Regions from separate parts of the Sus scrofa genome. Here region 1 is linked to region 2. A link is a contact called in public HiChIP or PLAC-seq data. All regions are on one chromosome and are shown on one strand. The core of a region is the stretch at or near the end of the contact, and the rest is flanking DNA. Distances in the headings are between cores, read along the strand shown. Region 1 holds the start of SLC12A5 (solute carrier family 12 member 5). Region 2 holds the start of ZNF335 (zinc finger protein 335).

Evidence for each region. HiChIP or PLAC-seq counts read pairs in DNA pulled down with a chosen protein or histone mark.
Region 1: a contact with region 2 is called in an H3K27ac HiChIP or PLAC-seq map of alveolar macrophages. The contact joins the promoter of SLC12A5 here to the promoter of ZNF335 in region 2. A contact is called at or near these places in 1 of 5 promoter capture datasets (liver), 6 of 47 Hi-C or Micro-C datasets (blood, embryonic fibroblasts, epiblast stem cells and 2 more) and 1 of 2 datasets of contacts at active chromatin or transcription factors (alveolar macrophages).

What each region holds. Positions count from the first base shown.
Region 1 is chr17:48,190,308-48,193,416 of Sscrofa11.1, reverse strand. SLC12A5 (solute carrier family 12 member 5) reads right to left here and starts at 1,345. Exons shown (of 26, transcript XM_021078314.1): 1 at 1,138-1,345. The coding sequence starts at 1,258.
Region 2 is chr17:48,151,841-48,154,780 of Sscrofa11.1, reverse strand. ZNF335 (zinc finger protein 335) reads left to right here and starts at 1,530. Exons shown (of 27, transcript XM_021077367.1): 1 at 1,530-1,671; 2 at 2,351-2,601. The coding sequence starts at 2,401.

The DNA of each region.
Region 1 (3,109 bases), core at 96-2,595, 39 kb before region 2:
CATCTGCCCAAAGAGGAGGTTTGCCAAAGTTTGAAACCCCTAAAGGGTTTTTGGTGCTCAGTTTTGCTGGAATCGGGGTGAGCTCACCTGCGGCTCAGCAGCGACCCCTGGAGGCCTGGGGAGGCTCTTTCTCCTCCCTGCTCTGGGGCCATTTGGAGCCGATTCTCCACGTTCCTTCCAGACCTGAGGGGCCCAGAGTCAGGGAGGGGAACCCCTGACAGGTGGCCCTTGCGGAGAAAACTGTGTGTGCATCCAGGATGCTAATTCTTCACCGAAGGCTAGAAGGATCCTTTCCCTCCTCTCTCTTCTGTACCCTGTATGTAACTTCCATGACGTGACCACTGCCCTGGGCCCTCCAGGAAGACGCCCCTAATCCATTACTCTAGTGCTGGCACCACCCACTGCTTGTGGAGCAGGAGTAGAGGGAGCTGAGTCCCAAAAGGTCGGGACTGGAGTCGCCAAAGGAGCCTCCCAGGATCTAGCTGTCTGGGGTCCAAACTTCTCTTTTCTCCCGTCTCCTTCCCGGGATTCCCCAGGCGCTGGCAGCGACGCCTCCCGGGTGGCTGAGGACTGAAGGATCCGCCAGGCACCAATGACCCGGCGACCCAGCGGAACTCATTTTTCCTGCTGCCCGCCACTCTACCCCTATACTGCTGGCCCAACCCCTTCTGTGGTCCCGCCCTTTTCTACCCCCAAACCCAAGCTGGTCCTGCCTCGTCCCATTGGCTCTGGACCCACCCACACGGCCCTCCCTTTTCCTGGTTCCACCTTCTCCCTCTCTGGTCCCGCCTCCTATCCGATGTGACCCCGCCCCTTTACTGCCCTCCGGCCCAGCCCCCTAGGTCTTAGCCCCTACATCACAAGATCCTCCCCTTCAACTCTAGCCCCACCCTCTTCTCTGTGTCCCCGCCCACCGCTATTCTGGCCCCTCCCTTCATCATTTCCCCTCCACCAGCCTTACCCCACTTTCCTAGGTCCCAACTCGCTCTCCTTTCTCCGGCCCTCGGCTGGGACCCTACCCCACCCCGCCATGGCCCCGCCCCTCCCTACAAGACCTGCCCACCAAGGGGGGCCCCCCCACTCCCCTCCATAGCCCCGCCCCCATATCGGTAGGCCCCGCCCCCCTGCGGCCTCTACCTTTGGCGTCTTCCCCAGAGAGGTGGCGGAGACCGGCTGCTGGATGCCGTTGGGACTCCGGGTCAGAGGTCCCGGCAGGGCCCGCGGGTGGCAGTGAAGTGACAGTGAACCTGCGGCTCATGGTGCGGAAAGGGGCCGGGCGGCCGCGGAACGGGCCCAGATTGCACAAGTGGCCGCAGCCCGGCTCCTGAAGGCTGAAAGAGCGGATTCCCCCTCCACGCCGGCCGCCCCCCGCCGGCCGCGGCGCCGCGCAGGGTCCTAGTGCCCGCTGTGCTGAGGCTCTGTATCTCATCACTTAGCTCTGAGGCCCTGGACTCTCAATTCCACTGGAACCGCTTGAGGATCCCCCTCGCTGCTGAGAGCTTTCCCTGTACCAGGGACCCCAGCATGTGGCTCCTGGAACCGGCGCTCCTCTGCTGGGGTCTCCTAAACATCTGGGTTTCATTCACACTCATTCATTCAGCACATCTTGACAGCTCACCTGTGTTTCAGGCATTGGTGCTAGGCTCTGGGGATACAGCACTGGATGAGACCCACTGGCTTCCTTCCCTCGTGTGGCTTAAGTCCTAATGTGTGAGAGGAGAGAGATGATAAGTGAGCAAACGCATAAACAAGATAATTTGAGATTGTTGTATATGTTAAGAAGAAAAGGTGAGGAGTTCCCATCGTGGCGCAGTGGTTAACGAATCCGACTAGGAACCATGAGGTTGCAGGTTCAGTCCCTGCCCTTGCTCAGTGGGTTAACGATCCGGCGTTGCCATGAGCTGTGGTGTAGGTTGCAAACGCGGCTCAAATCCCACGTTGCTGTGGCTCTGGCGTAGGCCTGCGGCTACAGCTCCAATTAGACCCCTAGCTTGGGAACCTCCATATGCTGCGAGAGCAGCCCAAGAAATGGCAAAAAGACAAGAAGAAGAAGAAGAAGAAGAAGAGGAAGGAGGAGGGGAAGGAGGGGAGGAAGAGGAGGAAGAAGAGGAAGAAGAGGAGGCCCAGGGATAATGAGTAGAGGGAAGAACTGCTTTAGGGCATGGTCTGAGAAGACCTCTCAGAAGATGGAATATTTAACCTGAGACTTCACTAATGAGAAGGAGCCAATTAAGCAGAGATGTGGGGGAAGAGCTCTCTTGAAGAGAAAATAGCAAGTGCAAAGGCCCCGGGGTGAAAAGAGGCCTGGATGGTTTAGGGAGCAGCAAGAAGGCCAGTGTGTCTGGAACAGTGAGCGAAAAGCGTGGTGGTGAGGAGATGAGGGAGGAGAAGAAGGCAGATCCTAAGGCTTCAGGGAGGCATCTGGATTCTTTCCTAATCTACCAGGGAACCCGTGAGAAGTTTTTGAGTCGGGAAAATGAAGTAATCTGACTTATATGTTAACGGGGTCACTCTGGCTGCTGGGTGAAAACTCAACTAAGGGCAGGCGTAGAGGCTGAGAGTCTGATGAGGAGGTTTCTGCAGACCCCCAGGTAAGAGGTACTGTTAGCTGGGCTAGGATGGTGGCAGTCATCTGATTCCAGATACATTTTGGAAGTAGAACCTACAGGGCCTGCTGCTGGATTGGACGTTGCATGTAATGGAAAGAGGCCTCAAGGAGGATCCTGGAAAATCTCATGCATTGCTGGTGGGAATATAGATGGGCAGAACCGCTTTGGAAAATTGTTTGGTCACATCTGCTAAAGTTGAACTTACACATACCTGTCTAGCCAGCAATTCCACTCCAAGGTATATGCCTGTAAAATACTGTTTAACTAACGTGAAAATAGTCACAGTCTATCTTTAAGGAGTTCCAGTTGTGGCTCAGTGGTAACAAACCCAACTAGTGTCCATGAGGATGAGGGTTCCATCCCTGGCCTTGCTGTCTGGGTTAAGGATCCAGCGTTGCTGTGGCCATGGTGTAGGCCAGCAGCTGCAACTCCAATTCGACCCCTAGCCTGGGAACGTCTGTATGCTTCTGGGGTAGCCCTTAAAAAGCAAAAAAAAAAAA
Region 2 (2,940 bases), core at 281-2,780:
TCACTGCTTCTAGAAGTCTCCCCATCAAAGCTGAGGCCAGAACTACAAACTACATATTCTGGTGGGAAGAACCCTGGAACAGCAGTCAACAAACCAGGTTGGCTTGCTTGCCTTTGTAATGGAAGAACTGCGATATTTGTTTCAAGGCATTAAGACCTTAGGCCATGAGCTTTCACTCTCTGGTCTTGAGCTCCTTGATGAGGCGGTTATTTTCTATATCATGACATTCTGCAACCTTATGATTTGGTGGCAAAGGCCAAGGTTAGGACTGTGCCTTCGTTGGGTTGGGAATGGAATAGGTGCTGTGGAGGTACTCCTCAGTACCCGGATGTCCTTGAGGGAGGTCGCTTGGCAGGATACATCCCAGTGGCGTGGAATGGGGATTGGAGGTGGCTCTGTAGGACTGAGGAATCAGATTGGAAAAACTGCCTAGTGGGGAGCAAACCAACCTGCTATCATGCCCTTGTTTATCCAGCTCTCTAGGGCTGCTCTGGGAGCCTGGAACTGCTGAATGGGGGGTAGTGGTTGCGAGTGGGCAGAGCCAATCCAGAGGCCTCATGCTGTCTTCCTCCTACCAAAACCTGCTCCTAGGAAAAGACCAGGGAAACCCCCTCATACTCAGTACAACAAACCATAATAGCTGAAACACCCTGTCTTTTTAAGCAGGTTTTCTTTGCAGGGGTTTAGATTTCTCCCACCGCCCCCTTCCCCATTTGTATTTTTCAATTGATGAAAACAACTTATGCAACAAGACTCTGGGACAAACCGGAGAACCAGTCTCCTGAGCAAAATGCGAAAAAGGCTTAAACAGAGGGTACTGCCAAAGGTGGCATTTCAAGCATCAGAAGGGGAAAGTCGTACCTTTCTGAAAAGCTGCAGACTTCTAAATACATCTACATATATTGAGCAGAGAAGGGCTGTGGAGGTAGCTTGACCTCCATCTCTATTATGTAACAAATCTGTGTCCAAAGCTCAAGAAGGGCCAGGCACTCACTCATCTCCATTTCTCCAACTCTGGCCATTCGGGTTTGCATTCAGAATCCCTATACTTGATGTGACTTTGGACCAGCCACCTCCCATCTCGGGGCCTCAGTTTCCCCATTTGTAAAACCAGGATTATACGCTCCCCTCCTCCCAGGACACGTCAAACCTAATCGGGAAAGATTTGATTGGGTACGATGAGAATGCAAAGTAATTGGTTAAAAGCCAGGCGAAAGGACGCATAACAGATACCTCCCTCCCGCCAAGCCAGTCGCACTCCATTCGGACTGTTCCGGGAAGGGCGTGGACAGGCCACTGGGAGTCACGCCCCCGGAAGTGGGGCCAGCCTTAGCCGCGCCCAGCCCTGCGGCCCAAGGAAGGGACCCAGGGATGACGTCACACAACTCCTAGGTATTCATCCGCCGCGAGAGAAAGTAGTCCCCAAACCATAGCTGACTCCACCACCGGTACTAAGCGCTATAAAAAATTCTACATTCTCTTAGGGCTCTAGTATACTTTTGAGGCCTCGGAACCACCTTCCAGCACACTGGAAGCCTGTCTTTCTCCGGGCCGGCGTAGGAAGTAGTTCCGGCCTGCAATACACCGATGGGTCCCTCCGCAACGGGGGAAAGAGGATGGCGACCTCGTCGATGCCGGAGTCGGGGAGGAACGCGGTTACGGAAGCGTCAGGTGAGCGTCGGGTAGAGTCAGGTCGCCCCACTGCACCCTTCCGTGAAGTGAGGCCACAATGCGGGGATACCCGGCAGCGAGGTGCCGAGCCCGGCGGGGCTGTCCGAACAGGGCCCCGGGGTCCCAGGCCCTTTAGTTGCTCTCGGACTTGCCTGAGCGGAAACTCGGCGCCACCACAAGATGGCGTCGGGCCTGGAGCGCAGGCAGCGCCGGGGACAGCCCCGAGTCTCCAGGCCCCGGGACCGTCGCTGTCAGCCCCCTCCGCACGCGAACCAGGGGAGGGGGGGAGCAAGCTGCTGACCCAGGGGGCCTGCGGGCTGTACCACCGACCCTTCCCCCGGGGGGACTTGGGGGACCAAAGGGCTGAACCACTGAGCCTGATCGGGCCCCGTAGAGTGAACCACTCTGCTGGAATCATGGAGGGGAGGAGAAAAGGGTCAAGATTACCCGCCATTGACGACCCTCCCGGGGATGGGGAAGGAGCCCGAGACGGGGAAGCAAGGCTTCCTGGTTCTGTTTTCCCGAAGCTCCCCTCGCGGTACACTAGAAAGCCCCGCCCCGCCGGCTACTCGGTCTCTGCATCTGCGAAATGGGCGCATGGGTGCAGCTGGGTGGGCCGCGATGGCCGGGGCCGAGGAGGAGGCCCACCTGTTCCAGCCCCCGTCACCGCTTCTCGCAGAGTGAAGGCCCCAGATCCTGCGCCCTCCTGTCAGGCCTCCCCCGGAACCAATGGAAGAGAACGAGGTGGAGAGCAGTAGCGACGCGGCCCCTGGGCCTGGCCAGCCCGAAGAGCCCTCTGAGAGCGGCTTGGGTGTGGGCACCTCGGAAGCCGTGTCGGCCGACAGCAGCGACGCGGCGGCCGCCCCGGGGCCGGCGGAGGCCGACGACTCCCGCGTGGGTCAGAGCTCGGACCGCGGTAGCAGCTCTCTGGTATGGCCGGCGTTGGGGGGAGGCAGCAGCTTCCAAGGGGAAGCCAGCAAGGCTTGCTTATAACCAATATTTGTTTATGGTTTGTTGTGAGCCAGACACCGTGCCAAGCCCCTGGCTTGAATTTTCTCTTTTGGCTCTCATACCTTGTAAGGCATATATCAGTCTTTCCCACATCTCACAGAGAAAGAAACTGAGGCACAGAGCCAGGATTCAGATCTAGACTGCGGGCTGAGCTCCTGCACTACCCACTCTCCTCACTCTTAGAGATGCAGGTGAAACCTAGTTCAAGTCTTGGCTCTACCTCTGATTCACTGGGAGACCTCTTTGAGCCTCAGTTTT